Regions from separate parts of the Mus musculus genome. Here regions 2 and 3 are each linked to region 1. A link is a contact called in public HiChIP or PLAC-seq and promoter capture Hi-C data. All regions are on one chromosome and are shown on one strand. Each heading gives the region's core, a stretch centred on a gene start, on an enhancer-like site or on the middle of the called end of the contact. The rest is flanking DNA. Distances are from core to core; before and after follow the strand shown. Region 1 holds the start of Dgkeos (diacylglycerol kinase, epsilon, opposite strand). Region 2 holds the start of Ankfn1 (ankyrin-repeat and fibronectin type III domain containing 1). Region 3 holds the start of Tmem100 (transmembrane protein 100).

Region 1 (4,111 bases), core at 214-2,713:
TCTCCTTTCCCGTCTTGTGTGTCAAACACTTGACTATGACACCAATCGCTACAATAGCTACAGAAATTTAAAGCCCTGCTTTGGGTTGACCCTTGTTTTCATAGTTCCAAATCAAGAACAAATTGGTTTTGTGACTGGCATAAGGTTCTTTGTGTACCCTTCATTCTTCCTTATGTAAAGTGGGATGCTACAGAGTAGCCACGAGCCAGGCAGCACTTAAACAGGCCTTTGATGAAAATTAAGAGCCTTGGCAGGGGTGGGAATTTAGGGGTGGTGTTGGTGGTGGAATTCAGTTGTTAGAGAGCTTGAATAACATGCTTAAGGCTTTTGGGTTGGATACCCAGCACCTCATGAACTGGTTCAGGTGATGCAAACCTGTATTTTCAGCACGGGGAGGCGAAGCATTAAAAGTTCAAGGTCATCTGCTATCCTTAGTGAGTTTGAGGCTAGCCCGGGCCACAGGGGAGAGACTGTCTCACAAAGGGTAAAAACAAAAATAAAAACAAACAAAAACACCAACCAACATCTACATGAGACTTGCTTCAAACGCCAGGGATGCCGTGAATAGTTTGGGCCATTTGCTGAGATGAATTTAGGTCTCACCACCCACTGTTTACAATCCTGCCTCCCATAAAAGCCATACCTGTAATCGCACAGTTTAGGCTGGCTGCCACACTGCTGCCTGCAGAATACACAGTAAGAGCACAGGGGCACGTTGCCGCGGATCCAGTGGTGGGGCATGGCATCTGCGGCCTTGTCGTTCTTGAGCATGATCTCCTTGCACGGGAAGCGCTTGTCGACCTTCTTGAGGCAGCCCTCGTCCACGCGGAGCCCACAGCAGTCGCAGAAGGCTCCTTGCAGGATGTGCTGCGCGCACACGCAGCAGTAGGTGGGGTGGCTGAACAGGTCGGTGTCACGCCAGCAATGCTTGCTCTTGCGGAAGATATCCCTGCGGTGCAGCTGCCGGCGCGACCGCTGCAGGCTACACCATAAAGTGATGAACACCGGCAACAGCACGGAGCACAGCGTCCATAGGACCAAGTGGCCATCAGGGAGCAGGCTCTGGGCGGGTGGGCCGGACCGCTGGTCCCCCTCCATCTTCTCAGGCCCAGGCGTGGCCTATGGAGCGCCGGGTCCAGAAGGCTTGCCTTCGGATTCACTGCGTGGGGTTGCGGCTCGTCCCGAGGCTGCGCGTGGCCTCGGCCCCGGGAAAGGCGCAGGTCGCACCCGCGGGCTCCGTGCAGTACAGGCTTGGCTCGCGGCCACTGCGTTCACAACGGCTGTCGCGCTGAGCCTCGCCCGTGCCTCTCTCGCGAGGTCTCCGGAGACCCCCCCCCCAACCCCCCAGTTCGCTCTCGCGGTCGCCGGTACCACCTACAGCCAAGCCTCCGGCCGCCGTCCCACCCTCAGGCCGCGAGATCTGCGTGGGATGAGGAGGCCGCGCTTGAGAAGCGCACCTGCGCAGTCCGCACGCCGGCCGGCAGCTCGGCGAGGGCTGGGAGGGGCCTGACGCGCCCACAACTTGGGCGGGGCCAGGTAGGACAAAGCCAATGGCGGTGCTTTCCGATGGTGGGCGGAGCTAGAGGAAGGCGGAGTCTGCGCTGATAAAATTTGTAGGCGGGACCAGGTGTAGGGCGGGGCTCGCGGCGGCGCTCCCCTTGGGTGGGAGGGGGTCAGGTATGAGGGCGTGGCGGAGGCTAAGAGGTGGCTTGGAAAGTTGAAAGACTTCAAGGGTCTGGACCATCTAGGAAAGGATGAGCAGAGGAACGGATAAGATGGTGTGGAATGAGGCATGGTTTAGGGAAATCAGGGGCGGAGTAAGTACATGGTTGACTATCAAAAGTTCAGAACCAAAGGAAGTTCTACCATAAGTGACTTAACAGTATTTGACCTTTAGCCTGATCCCCTTCTTCAACGGTGAAGGTGGAATTGGCATGATTATGGATATCGGGGAATCCTGGATGGAGAAAACTGGCTCTTTTGAAGGTGTTATGTTCATTCAGAACACAAGTCAAAGACTGCCAAAAGTTACCAGTGTATTATATAAATATAATAAAATAATAAAATAACTGGACATGTGGCCCACATGTGGATGGACCTCTGTGAGTTCAGGGCCAGCCTGATCTACATAGTGTGAGGACCAAAACAGGAAAAATAAAGCATACAGGTTAAGAGTTCTGTTTGTATTTAAGGATAAGTTCCTGTTTGTCTTGTGTTTGTTTGACCCATCTGCACGGATGTGTTTGATTACATGTGGACCGGAAGTAAATCAGGGTCACATGTAGGCAGGAAATACATCAAGATTTACGCTTGCCCCCAGTTGAACCAGACGGGAAATGCAGTGAATTGTGGGTTTTGCCTTTTTAAGCCCGTGCAAAGCACGACTTGAGGCCATTCTCTGGGAACCCCGAGATGAACTTGGCCAGAGAGTCCATCACCTTGGCCAGTATTTAATTAAAGCTTACATTAAATTTGGTTTTAAATTGTGGTAGTGGTCTTATTCTCTACTGAGGGATTATCACGAGTTCTTGGTCAACTAGGGATACACAATAAGACAAACAAAACAAACAAAACAATGCAAAACCAACCAAACAAGCCGGGCAGTGGTGGCGCACGCCTTTAATCCCAGCACTCGAGAGGCAGAGGCAGGCAGATTTCTGAGTTCGAGACCAGCCTGGTCTACAAAGTGAGTTCCAGGACAGCCAGGGCTGTTCAGAGAAACCCTGTCTTGAAAAACAAAAACAAAAACAAACAAACAAAAAAAACCCAACCAAACAACAACAACAACAAAAACCCGAACCAAAACAACCCCAGGGATAAGAGTTCACCTGATTTACTTCCGGTCCACATGTGATCAAACACATCCGTGCAGATGGGTCAAACAAACGCAAGACAAACAGGAACTTATCCTTAAATACACTTTGTATTTAAGTACCTTAAATACACAAAGATCACTTTGTTTTACTTTGGCCATTCATGGGCCAGAGAGATGGTTCAGTAGATACCTGCTGCTAAGCCTGAAAGCCTCACTTTGATTCTTGGGACCCAAACACTCTCTGTGGCATGTGAGCACCCCCCCCCCACACACACATAAATAAATAAGTAAATATAATTTAAAAAATTACTTTGGGGGCTTGAGAGATGGCTCAGTGGTTAAGAGCACCGACTGCTCTTCTGAAGGTCCTGAGTTCAAGTCCCAGCAACCACATGGTGGTTCACAACCACCCATAATGAGATCTGATGCCCTCTTCTGGTGCATCTGAAGACAGCTACAGTGTACTTACATATAATAATAAATAAATCTTAAAAAAAATTACTTTGGGCATACAGGTCAGCTTCAGTCTATCTAGGTCATGAACGAGTTTCTATAATTTGTTCTACAATTCTATGATAGGATTCTATAATTCTGTAAAATGCAGGCTCTGGTCCCCTTTTTCTCAAGGAGGAGACCTGAGGTTATTTTCCCTTTGAGACAGCTTCCCTAAATGACCAGCAAGCACCCAGACCCACCTAGGGGGCACTAGCATTGATATATGTTGGGGTCCAGGAGTCACCCCACAAACCACAAAAACACGGATCTCAGTCAGACAGGGATGGCTTATTGAGCGTTTGCCTCAGGACTGATTGATCAGGGCTGCAGAGCAGACAGACGCAGGAGCTGACTGCTACGCTAAGCCAGGATTCTGCAGAGCCTTTAAGCCTGAAGTCCACAAACATCTGTGCTAAATGGCTTCACCAATCAGGACCTATGGATAGGATTTCCTCAGGTACGCGTATCTGTGGAGCACTTATCCTGTGCCTATGGGTTGGGATATTCAAATATGGTAGTGGAGACTTGTCTTGCTTAACATCCATGTCTTAAACTTGCTAACCAGAATATTAGTTACCACATACATGACTCTGCCAAGTAGGATGTCAATTCCCAGGGAGGTCTTGGGAACACAAAACTTTACTTAACCCCCTACTCAAAATGGAAAGCTTATTCCAAACAGCTTCTTATATTGGTGCAGGACTCTCTTATGTTGGGGTCCATTCCTGGAGCAGCTTACAAAGGCAGAAACCATGAAAGCTCATACATAGCCAGGCAGTGGTGGCGCACGCCTTTAATCCC
Region 2 (4,689 bases), core at 189-2,688, 640 kb after region 1:
AGAGAAAAAGAAAGAAAAGGGGAAAAAGAAAAAAGCAAGTGAATTCTACCAACACCTATAGAACACGCAAAACATTAAAACATTCCTGGGCTTGTGATTGGTTAACTCTGAGATGTGGCTGTAATGCATACAGTCCTTTACTGGAAAATTGAACACAGAACAAAAGGAATCAGATTATTTTCAAATGTGCCTAACAGGATAACGCAGTAACCAGTTTAAACTTGGAGCATCTCAAAGCACCTGCTTCTATAAACAGCCATGCTTAGAAGTCACCCTGAAAGTGGGATTTAAAAGGACAAAGGGATAAGGGAAAGAAGGGAGGGAAGGACAAGAAGGGAGACTTGGAAGAAGGAAAGAAAGCAGGGGGGGGTGAGAAAGAAGGGGGCAGGAGAAGGAGAGAGGAGAAAGAAAAGGGGGGGGGAGTAGTCGTTTAAGTCTTTACTTTCAGCAACTATTTCTATTTCTGCCTAAGACCGAATGCCAGAGGTCAATCTCTGGGAGCATTGTAGCATCCTCAGTGCCTGCTGAAGTCCTAGGGTAGAAGGTCTGATGGGTTTCCCTTTCCTGGGTACCCAACACCAATACCACTTATCCCAAACACACACACAAACAGAGGAACCCGGACTTAAGTAACACACTTCTGAATTGCCATAGAAACTGTTGATAAGTATTTGCCAAGTCAATAATAGATGCTTTTTTCCAACAAGCAGCCACACACATGAGGTCTCCTGGGTCAGAGAAAGGAATTCAAACAACCTTGGTGTGGCTCTCAGTGAGGAGGACGTCTTTTACAGCGCTGCATGAGACCCTCCCGGCCCTGTTCAGGCATTTAGAACTTCTCCAAAAGTGCTTGCTCTCGCTCCTCCATCAGGGTAGTAAGAAAGGAGGAAGGAGAGGGAGGGAGGGAGGGAAGAAGGGAAGGAGAGACAGAGACAGAGAGACAGAGAGAGAGAGGCAAGCATGTGTTTAACAGCAATCATGGGCACTAACCTGAGATGAGCAATTCCTGGTTTCCGAATATTCATAAATAGTCAAAGATAAGAAGGCAAGCAGAAAAGCTTGCCCCTAGAGGCCCCTCTCCTCCGCCCCACCCCATCCTCCCACCTCCCCACAGACAAAGGCATACTTTACAGCCCCAATTCTCTGGAACCAAAACTTGCCTGTATCCAGAAGCAGCCCCCCCTCACCCCCCCCAAAGGTTGCTTACCAGCTTGCAGCCAAATTCATTCACCCACTCAACTCACATTTTCCTGCCTGTTGAATGCAAACCACTTGTCTGCAAATGGAAATCATGAGATGAGAATCGTCGTAACCGTTGTTTTCCTACCCTGTTTGGTGATGTCTCCATGACAGGACACATGGATGAGTTCTGGAGTTGCGAGAGCCCCCCTCCTCGGGAGGGGGAGCTGGAGGGAAACCCCTTTGTAAACGTGCGCACATGCTGCGGTTGCCAAGGGAACCCTGGCTTTGTCCAAGGAGGCTGCGAATGGCTGCGTCTCCCACAGCCTGTCTCCTCTGCTCCGGAGAGCCCAGATCTCCATGCAGGGTCAAAAGCAAAGGCAGGGGAAATGCTGCGTGTGCTTGGTGACAAACACATCGTTCTCAAAGAATTAAAGAATGCATGTGTAGGAAATGTTATCGTAGGGTGGCACTAGTGGCAAGGGGGCACAGTCACGGATGTCGCTGCCATCAGGTCTGAGTTGGCCTCTGCACCCTCTGGAAGGACTGGAAAGCATATCTGAAAGGAGTCAGGTGGGAACAGTCAGAGAGAGTGGGGAAGGCTGAAGGGGATGTGTGCTTTCTGGGCTTCTGTTGATTTTACATACCAAAAAAGTCAATGGTTAAGTATATGTGAAGACTCTTAGTTGAAGGATTTGGCCAGGGTTCTTTGGGCTGTTGGGATAGGGGAGAGCACTTATGGCTGTATTATTCAAGTGTGGTAGGGAGCATCAGAGAGATGTCTGTATCATTTTAAGAATTATGTATATTCTCATGTGCCTGACACTTAAATATCCTTTTTTGGAATCAAAGCTCATAAGTAATATACTAAAGGAGTGGGGAGTTATGTATGTGCTTATACTGAAACGCTTCTGCCTATCAAGGGTAGACCAGGTTGGAGTAGATTGTCAAGTTTAGACAGATCCCATTGGCCAGCCTAATGCCTGGGGCCATGTATGTATTCAGCAAAATGTCTAGTGTCTACATAGCTGCTGACTAGTAAGGATGATGATACCTGATGGACCAGTTGTGCCTCTGAAGTCCCAGCTTGCCTGTTGACAGCAAGGAGGAACATGAGCTTAGAGCCCATTCTTACGATTATGTCCTTCTTAACGATGGAGAATTCAAGAGAGCTGTCTATCCTGCATAATGTATATTGGGGGGCATTAAGCAAGGCGCAGTGATCGGTGACCTCTGCATCTGTTCTGGGCTAACCATTCAGGGAAGCTGTTGACACAGAGTCACACAGAGCTGCACACAGGCTTGGCTAAGGTGGGGAGAAGATGTTGCTTCTGCTTGTCAATACCCTTTGCTTTTGAGGCCTAAAGAGGACTTGGTTAATTAGGGTGCATTACCTAGAGGTAACAGGGTTGGAAACAGTCCCAGCCCTGACTCTATTTTGTGATGTTGCTCCTGTCTTATGTATAAGACTAATCTAAATCCAATAAGAACTACACAAAATGTATACATTTCAACTGCCATACTCCAAGAATATACACAATTAGACCCTGTCATCATTTAGATAGCTAGAATACATCCATTTCCAAGCTGGCTGCATAGCAGGGCAAAGACATGATAAGTCCCATTACTGACAGTACTACCCTAGGGAAGAATGCAATCAAGGTTTGCCAAGTGGAGGTTGATAATGACTAAAGGGATCTGGAGTTCTAGCCTCACTATACTTTGGACATGGAGAGAGCAGGCATGAAACACTAGAAAAGAGACAGAATCCTGAAACTTGGCAAACCCCTGGCACATCAGGCTGAGCCAGAGAGGTGTAGACATTCTCTGAATGGGAGTGATAGCAGATCCCATTAGTGGCTGCTGGGAATTGAACTCAGGACCTCTGGAAGAGCAGTCAGTGCTCTTAACTGCTGAGCCATCTCTCACAGTCCCAAGAGATCAGACCACCAGAGCAAGGGAGCCATAGCCAAATGGTTTGGTCCATGACAATAGGAGGCCAGAGCTACAGCTTTCATACAATAGATTGGTGGATCAGGAAGCAGAGACCAAGTCAGAGCTTGGCTATACCCATCAAAGTCTTTCCTACCAGCCCACACTGCTATGAAGACCCAGCGTGTGACCATGGAGACCCAGTGTGTCAAAGTTTGTATGCCTGTAAAAGCTGTGTTACCAGATGGGGATCTTATGCTCAATCACGTACAATAATGTCTCTCTGGGGAACATTCCGGATTCAAACCGTAACACCCCACCCCAAGTTAGGAGGACTCCCTCAGACAAAGGCAGTGTGTGATAAATGTGCACTTTATCAGTCTCTTGGATCTTGTTTGTCTAAGTCAATAGTCAAGGCTGGCTTCTGCATCTGCCCCTCATGATTGTTCCTCGACTTCATTTGGTTCTAGAGTGCCTCCCCTCTTCCCGAAAAACCAGAGAGTTGACTTCACCTCACCACGTCCTTTCTTTTATATTTAACCATGCAAAATGACTCAAGTGACCATAGTCACCGACAGCCACCAGAGCCAGTTGTTCAGATGTCTCTGCTTGAGTCAGGCAGCTAAGAGAGAGGCATTATGGAATTAGAGCCTTGACTGGAGGAGGCTCAACCTGGGATTGCATTGGTCTGTACTGTTAGGACTGGATGGCTGAGCACTTGTCATGAGATGAGGAGTGTTTTATCAGGAGGCTGTGATCAGAAGAACACGTGAAGGGAGGGCAGAGACTCTGGAATCGAGCCATATTTACCACTCAAGTACATTCATGTCTTCTGGGCACCAAGGAACTTCTGCCAGTACCAACATGATTATCATACATTAGGATTTCAGAGCTAAATGCCTGGAGGACTTTATCTCAGCTAAGTAAAATTAATTGAAGGAAGAAGGCGTTGTTTCAGGCAATAAGAAGTGATGGAGATTGTGGCAAAATAGAGACAAACGCCATGTGTAGAGAGAGTAGCAATAACATAGACCTAGGTGATTACCTATGTGTGGGGTGGCTGTGTCAGATTTCCAGAACAATTCGCCTAGGTCGGAACAACTGGAAATGCGGGAATCTGAAACTTCTCAATTAAAAGAATGGTAGCAAACATTGTGTAAGTCAGGCATAACAGAGTAGGTTACATACTATAGTATGGGCAGCCATATTGTGACTCCCAGGGTCACTTTCCAGGGTGTGTGTATGAACATCTGCAGGCAGAAATAGGAAGCGGCTGCTCATAACTGAAGCTGCAAAACTTCTGTGAAAGCATCCACAGGCCAACATGGCAGCTCCACATGTGACGTCATCAGGCCACTAAAGGGAATGAGAAGGTGCCACAGAGACGGACAGAAGAGAATAGAAAAGGTACGCCCAAGATCTCAGTCCTCCACTGAGGGTGTGGCTCTATTAAATCAGTGATGGAACTGATAAGGCCTCCCTAAGATCCCAGGAGCTGGACAGCTCCAGGCTCAGATTGCTGTAACTTTTCTACTGAAAAGGGAGGCAAGCAAGGCTCACCGGGGGCCAGGTAGGCTG
Region 3 (4,610 bases), core at 359-2,858, 970 kb after region 1:
CTGAATGATAGTGTGCTACCCTGTACCTCCCCCTTCCCTGAATGAGAACTATTCGTAGAATCTTAAGCAGTCAAAAACAATGGCCAATGGATGGGCACAAGGTAGAGACTCCTGGAGTTATGGCTTGGTTCAGCCACTTTCCCTAGTAGTATAGATCCGCTAAAGTATCACACAGTGCCAAGTCTCAGAATCTTGCACAGGAAAACACAAACAGCAGTCCTGGAGATGTGGCCTGGGTAGTGTGTGATCGATGCTTATGAACATTCACGTGCTCCGTTCCTCTTCATTCGGTGGACTGGGTAGGTCCACTCCGAATGGGGGAGTTGGTTCTAGAGTTAAGGCCGAACAAAGTGCTAGCCACCAGAAGCCAGGACAGGCAACTAAGAGGTCCAAGCTGTTCTTTCTCTCCACATGTGGATCTTAGGAGATTCCTGTGCCTGGAACTTGACCAACAAATAGTAAAGACATGTTTGTATCTAAAACACATTTTTTTCTTCTTCCTCTTACTACTGTTAGATCTTTCTACTTAAAAGAAAACTGCCTAGAGCATATTTGGGAGGGGAAATAACAAGAGTTGTTATCCCCAAAGCACACAAAAACACAGATCACTTTCCAAAATGCCCCTGATTTCAGAGTAAAATTGTTGACACACCCTTTAAAAAAAAAAAAGAGTTAGCTAGGAGAAAAGCTGGCCAGCTTCCCGAATTTCACTGAACTCAACGGGCCTTTGTGATGACAGAGATCTTCATGTGGTGATTGGACAGAGAGGAGCCTGAGGAACTGGCATCTTCCGGGATGCTGGAAACTAGCCAGCTCGACCACACCAAGCAAAAGCAAAAACGAAAGTGGGAGGGAGGGAGAATAATCAAACACACGTGAGGGCAGTTCTTCCCCAAATGCAAAGCACAAGTGTGCTCCCCAAAGAGAAACCGCCAGCGCACTTCAATGGCAGAGTGGAAACGCCCCCGGCAGGCTCCCACAGATGGGACCTGCACCAGTGACCTGTTTGTCCTGGAACTGGCCATCCTTCTTGCTTCCTTCCACTGCGGACCCTCCCTCCCCCTAAGCAACGGCTCCTTATTGCTAAGGAAGAGGAGATGCTTTTTAAGTAAGGGGGAATTCTCTCTGACGTAGTAAATCTCCTCACAGCGTTGTTTGTGATGTTCTTGGTGGCCTCAGTTCTTCTGAGATGTGGCAGTCCAGTGTGTTAGCAACCCCATGCAATCTGGCATCTTCACATAAGGAACACTCATTGGCGAACCAGCTTGCTTGACTTCATGGCGACAGGCCACCCAGGCACTACATACAGCCTTATCTCTTATCATCTATCGCTCTTCTTCAGGCTGGCCTCGAACTCAGAAGTCTGCCTGCCTCTGCCTTCCAAGTGCTGAGATTAAAGGCGTGTGCCATCAGTGCGCCGCTATCTATTACTCTTCTTATCACTTAAACCTCATGGTGACAAATCTGCAGAGGATCCCACTCTCCTTTCCGGAATTCTCCAATGGCTTGCCTTTACCCATCCCCACCCCTCCTCCCACACCCATCTCTCCACCCACCCCTACCCTTACTCCTCCACCGCTAATGTAGAAGACCGAAAAGGAGTTCTTTTCTGCAGCTTCACACTACAAAAGAGTGATATCGAAGACTAGGTTAGAGAAAACCATAAAAAAGAATGCTTGCATAAGGATTTTAAACGGGGGAAAGAAAACAGGAGAGATTTTTAGTGACTTTTTAAATAATTGGGTTATGATGGATTCACTCCTGTAATTACAGTGGATGGTGTGGGCACGGAAAAAAAAATAGAAAAGAAAAGGAAAACGTAGAGTAAAATACAACAGCGAGTAAGGAATTTCCTTTCACCAAATTGTCTCCGGTCCCTTAATGGTCTGTAAATCTTGCTGAGTACTTTGTGTACGGTCCCTAGCATGGTGATTTGCATCCCACTGTCGGCCTCGCTGTTGGCCGCCGCTTGCTGCTGTCTCAGTCCACTTCTGGCTGAGAAAGGTAAGGCTCGGTTTCCTTGCTCTTTGAAAGATCTGGGAGAGGCTTGTAGATTGTTTGCCGGGGTTCGCCCGGGGAGGACGGTTCATACACTCGGAAGTCTTCAGGAAAGTTTTCTAAACTTGAGCCTTCCCAAGCCCTGCGCTCAAAGGAAAAAAAAAAAAAAAAAGAACCAGGGAAATTTCCTCACTTTTCTGCACCAAGAGCTTGCAGAAAAAGAGACTGGATGCATTGTGATGAAAATTTGCACGTGGGGCCAGGTGTCGCTTCCCAGGGTGTTTAATACCAGCTAGGCACCCTGTGGGCGGAAGACTGGACATTCAAAGGCGTTTTTGCATGTTTTGCTGTGAAAAATCTTTTTGAATTTCTTCTTAAGAGATAAAGTTGGTTAAAGATGCTTGTGCCCCCGGTTGCCCTGGTGCTTCTACCCTTTTCTTCCTGGCACAATTTCTGGTTAATCTCTGAGCTTTCCATTTCTTTAAATTTACCAGTTCAAATCAGGAGTTGTCTAATTTTGGAGACTGGCATCTTCTTACCTAGACAGATGCCTTTACACTGTGCTGGGACAGTGGCGCGGAGCGCCACACCTGAAACCATGAGAAGCCGAAGCTTCCAAGTTAGAAGTAGCAGCAAACCTGTGGCCTTGCACCCTGGAGGCACAGCTCTGTTCAGTGTCTCTCCTTACCGTTTCATCCTGGGGCTCGCCATGGGAAAGGATGCCTCTCTCCCCTGTAGGTTCATTTCTTTACCTTCGGCTTAGGAAGCAAGGGAAAATGATCTTCCACTAGGATATGGTGATGTTCAGAACTTCCTGGCTGCTACTGGGGATTTGCTTAATATACAGTAAATGGCCTGTGCTAGGAATCAGGGAGGTCTTGCCCCAAAGGCAGGAGTTCCCAAGTGGGAAGCAGCTCTCTTTGAGGGTTTCTATTTGATGTAGCCTAGACCCTAGGTCACCATCTTCTGAATACCCTGGTTCCAAATATGCCCAATCTCGCCATCCAGCGATGTCACTAGTTATACGTGAGACTCCATTTCTCTAAGACTCACATTGGAAGCTGTGGGTGATGGCAGTCTGGGCTTCCAGCTGGCCTAGAGGTACCTCCTATACCCAGCATGTTGGACCTCTGACTCAGGTCTCGGTAACTTCTCAGTGTGATCAATTGGAACCAAGGAGCACTTGCTCTGGCTCACATTGGAGGAAAGGGACTCCTGGTCTCTCTGTGTCCCCCTTGGAAGCTAGGAGGGTGAGAGGTCCAGGGGGCAAGCCAGTGGCTAAAGAGAGCTAAGCATCCCTCGGATGGGAAGACGAAGCTATTCTGTCAGTGATGTGAATGAGGAGACTGGACCAGGAATTGGTAAGACTTGCACAGATGAAGGAAATCCTGGGATAACCTTTAGAAATATGGGCAGGCTTGCCATAGTGCTCTTGCTTTGCCACCGACCTGCTTCACCCCAGGTTTTAGTGGCATTTCTGTAAGACAGCCTAACCCTGTCAGGTCACTGATGATGCTGGGGCACAGCCTTGAGGATATTATTCGAAAGAATGGTGTGCCAGGTGCGTGTTTGAAGATTTAAGATATATTATTGATTAAAATAGGACCAGAAACAGCAAGGCTTGGCATAGGCGGACTATATTATGGACCGATTTATTCAGACTCTACATTTTATAAGCTCCGAGGGTGAGCTTGCACCTATTCATGACTGAGGTTCAGTGGGCCTGGTGGTGAAGGTCTGTGACTGTAGCGACTGAAGAAACTGAGACAGGGGGATTTAAAGGTCAAGGCGGAGAGTGGGCTGGGAATATAGCTGAACGGTAAAGTTCTTGCTGAGTACATATGAGACTCTGGGCTCGATCTCCAGGATAGAGGAAAAACTGGGGTCTGAAGCGAGAGTTTATTTCTTTGTGAACTTAAGTCATTTTATTTACCTCTGTATGTCTCCATAACTTTATTTACAAATGAATGAGAATACTAACGTGTGTCAGTCCTTAATATCATACCACACCCATAATAAGTGCTTTGTCCATAGAGGCAATGTTGCTGGTGACAGTGGTGGCCAATTTCAGGTTTGCCAAAACCACTCATCGCCCAGAACAAGCAGTAAGCAATCCCTGCTTAAATCAAGATAACCCGGGGTTTCCCAGCTTAACCAGGAATGTAGTCTTTCCCGCCCTCTTCTGTAAATGAAGGAACATCAAACGAGGGGAGGGGCCATCTCACACATACATGAGTAAAAAAAAAAAAAAAAAAAAAAACAAACCTGTGAGCATAGAGCATTGGCTTTCTGCTGGTCTAGAGGCTGGGCTCGGAGGTTTGACAACTCCACAGCTGTTCCTGCCTCTGAGGAGCGTCTGTCCCCCGGCTCTGTCCGTCAGCTAGGTCTGCAGTGCTGACTCTGGGATTCTCTTATGAAAATGCCTGATTGCCCAGCCAGAGGAGGAGGAGGAGGAGGAGGAGGAGGAGGAGGAGGAAGATCTAGAGTTAGGCTGGGGAAAAAAATGAGTAACTCAGAGCAGCCTGCTTCAATAAATGCTGGGAGAGAAAGAAAAGCCGAGGCTGGCTCCAGTCTCTGGGGACTCTGAGGTGATGATCCGGAATTATCATGTC

What was found. Promoter capture Hi-C pulls out the DNA fragments that hold promoters and counts their contacts. HiChIP or PLAC-seq counts read pairs in DNA pulled down with a chosen protein or histone mark.
Region 2: an H3K4me3 HiChIP or PLAC-seq map of stem cell-derived neural progenitor cells shows a contact between it and region 1, with 6 times the contacts expected there. The contact joins the promoter of Ankfn1 here to the promoter of Dgkeos in region 1. A contact is called at or near these places in 2 of 39 promoter capture datasets (embryonic stem cells and hippocampal neurons) and 1 of 115 datasets of contacts at active chromatin or transcription factors (stem cell-derived neural progenitor cells).
Region 3: a promoter capture Hi-C map of hippocampal neurons shows a contact between it and region 1, with 3 times the contacts expected there. The contact joins the promoter of Tmem100 here to the promoter of Dgkeos in region 1. A contact is called at or near these places in 2 of 39 promoter capture datasets (cranial neural crest and hippocampal neurons) and 1 of 115 datasets of contacts at active chromatin or transcription factors (microglia).

Annotation. Positions count from the first base shown.
Region 1 is chr11:89,059,288-89,063,398 of GRCm38.p6, forward strand. Dgkeos (diacylglycerol kinase, epsilon, opposite strand) reads left to right here and starts at 1,464. Exons shown (of 4, transcript NR_110336.1): 1 at 1,464-1,536. It overlaps Dgke (diacylglycerol kinase, epsilon), which reads right to left and starts at 1,461. Exons shown (of 11, transcript NM_019505.4): 1 at 644-1,461. The coding sequence starts at 1,098.
Region 2 is chr11:89,695,498-89,700,186 of GRCm38.p6, forward strand. It overlaps Ankfn1 (ankyrin-repeat and fibronectin type III domain containing 1), which reads right to left and starts at 1,439. Exons shown (of 20, transcript NM_001327810.1): 1 at 1,328-1,439. The coding sequence starts at 1,360.
Region 3 is chr11:90,028,740-90,033,349 of GRCm38.p6, forward strand. It overlaps Tmem100 (transmembrane protein 100), which reads left to right and starts at 1,609. Exons shown (of 3, transcript NM_026433.2): 1 at 1,609-2,004.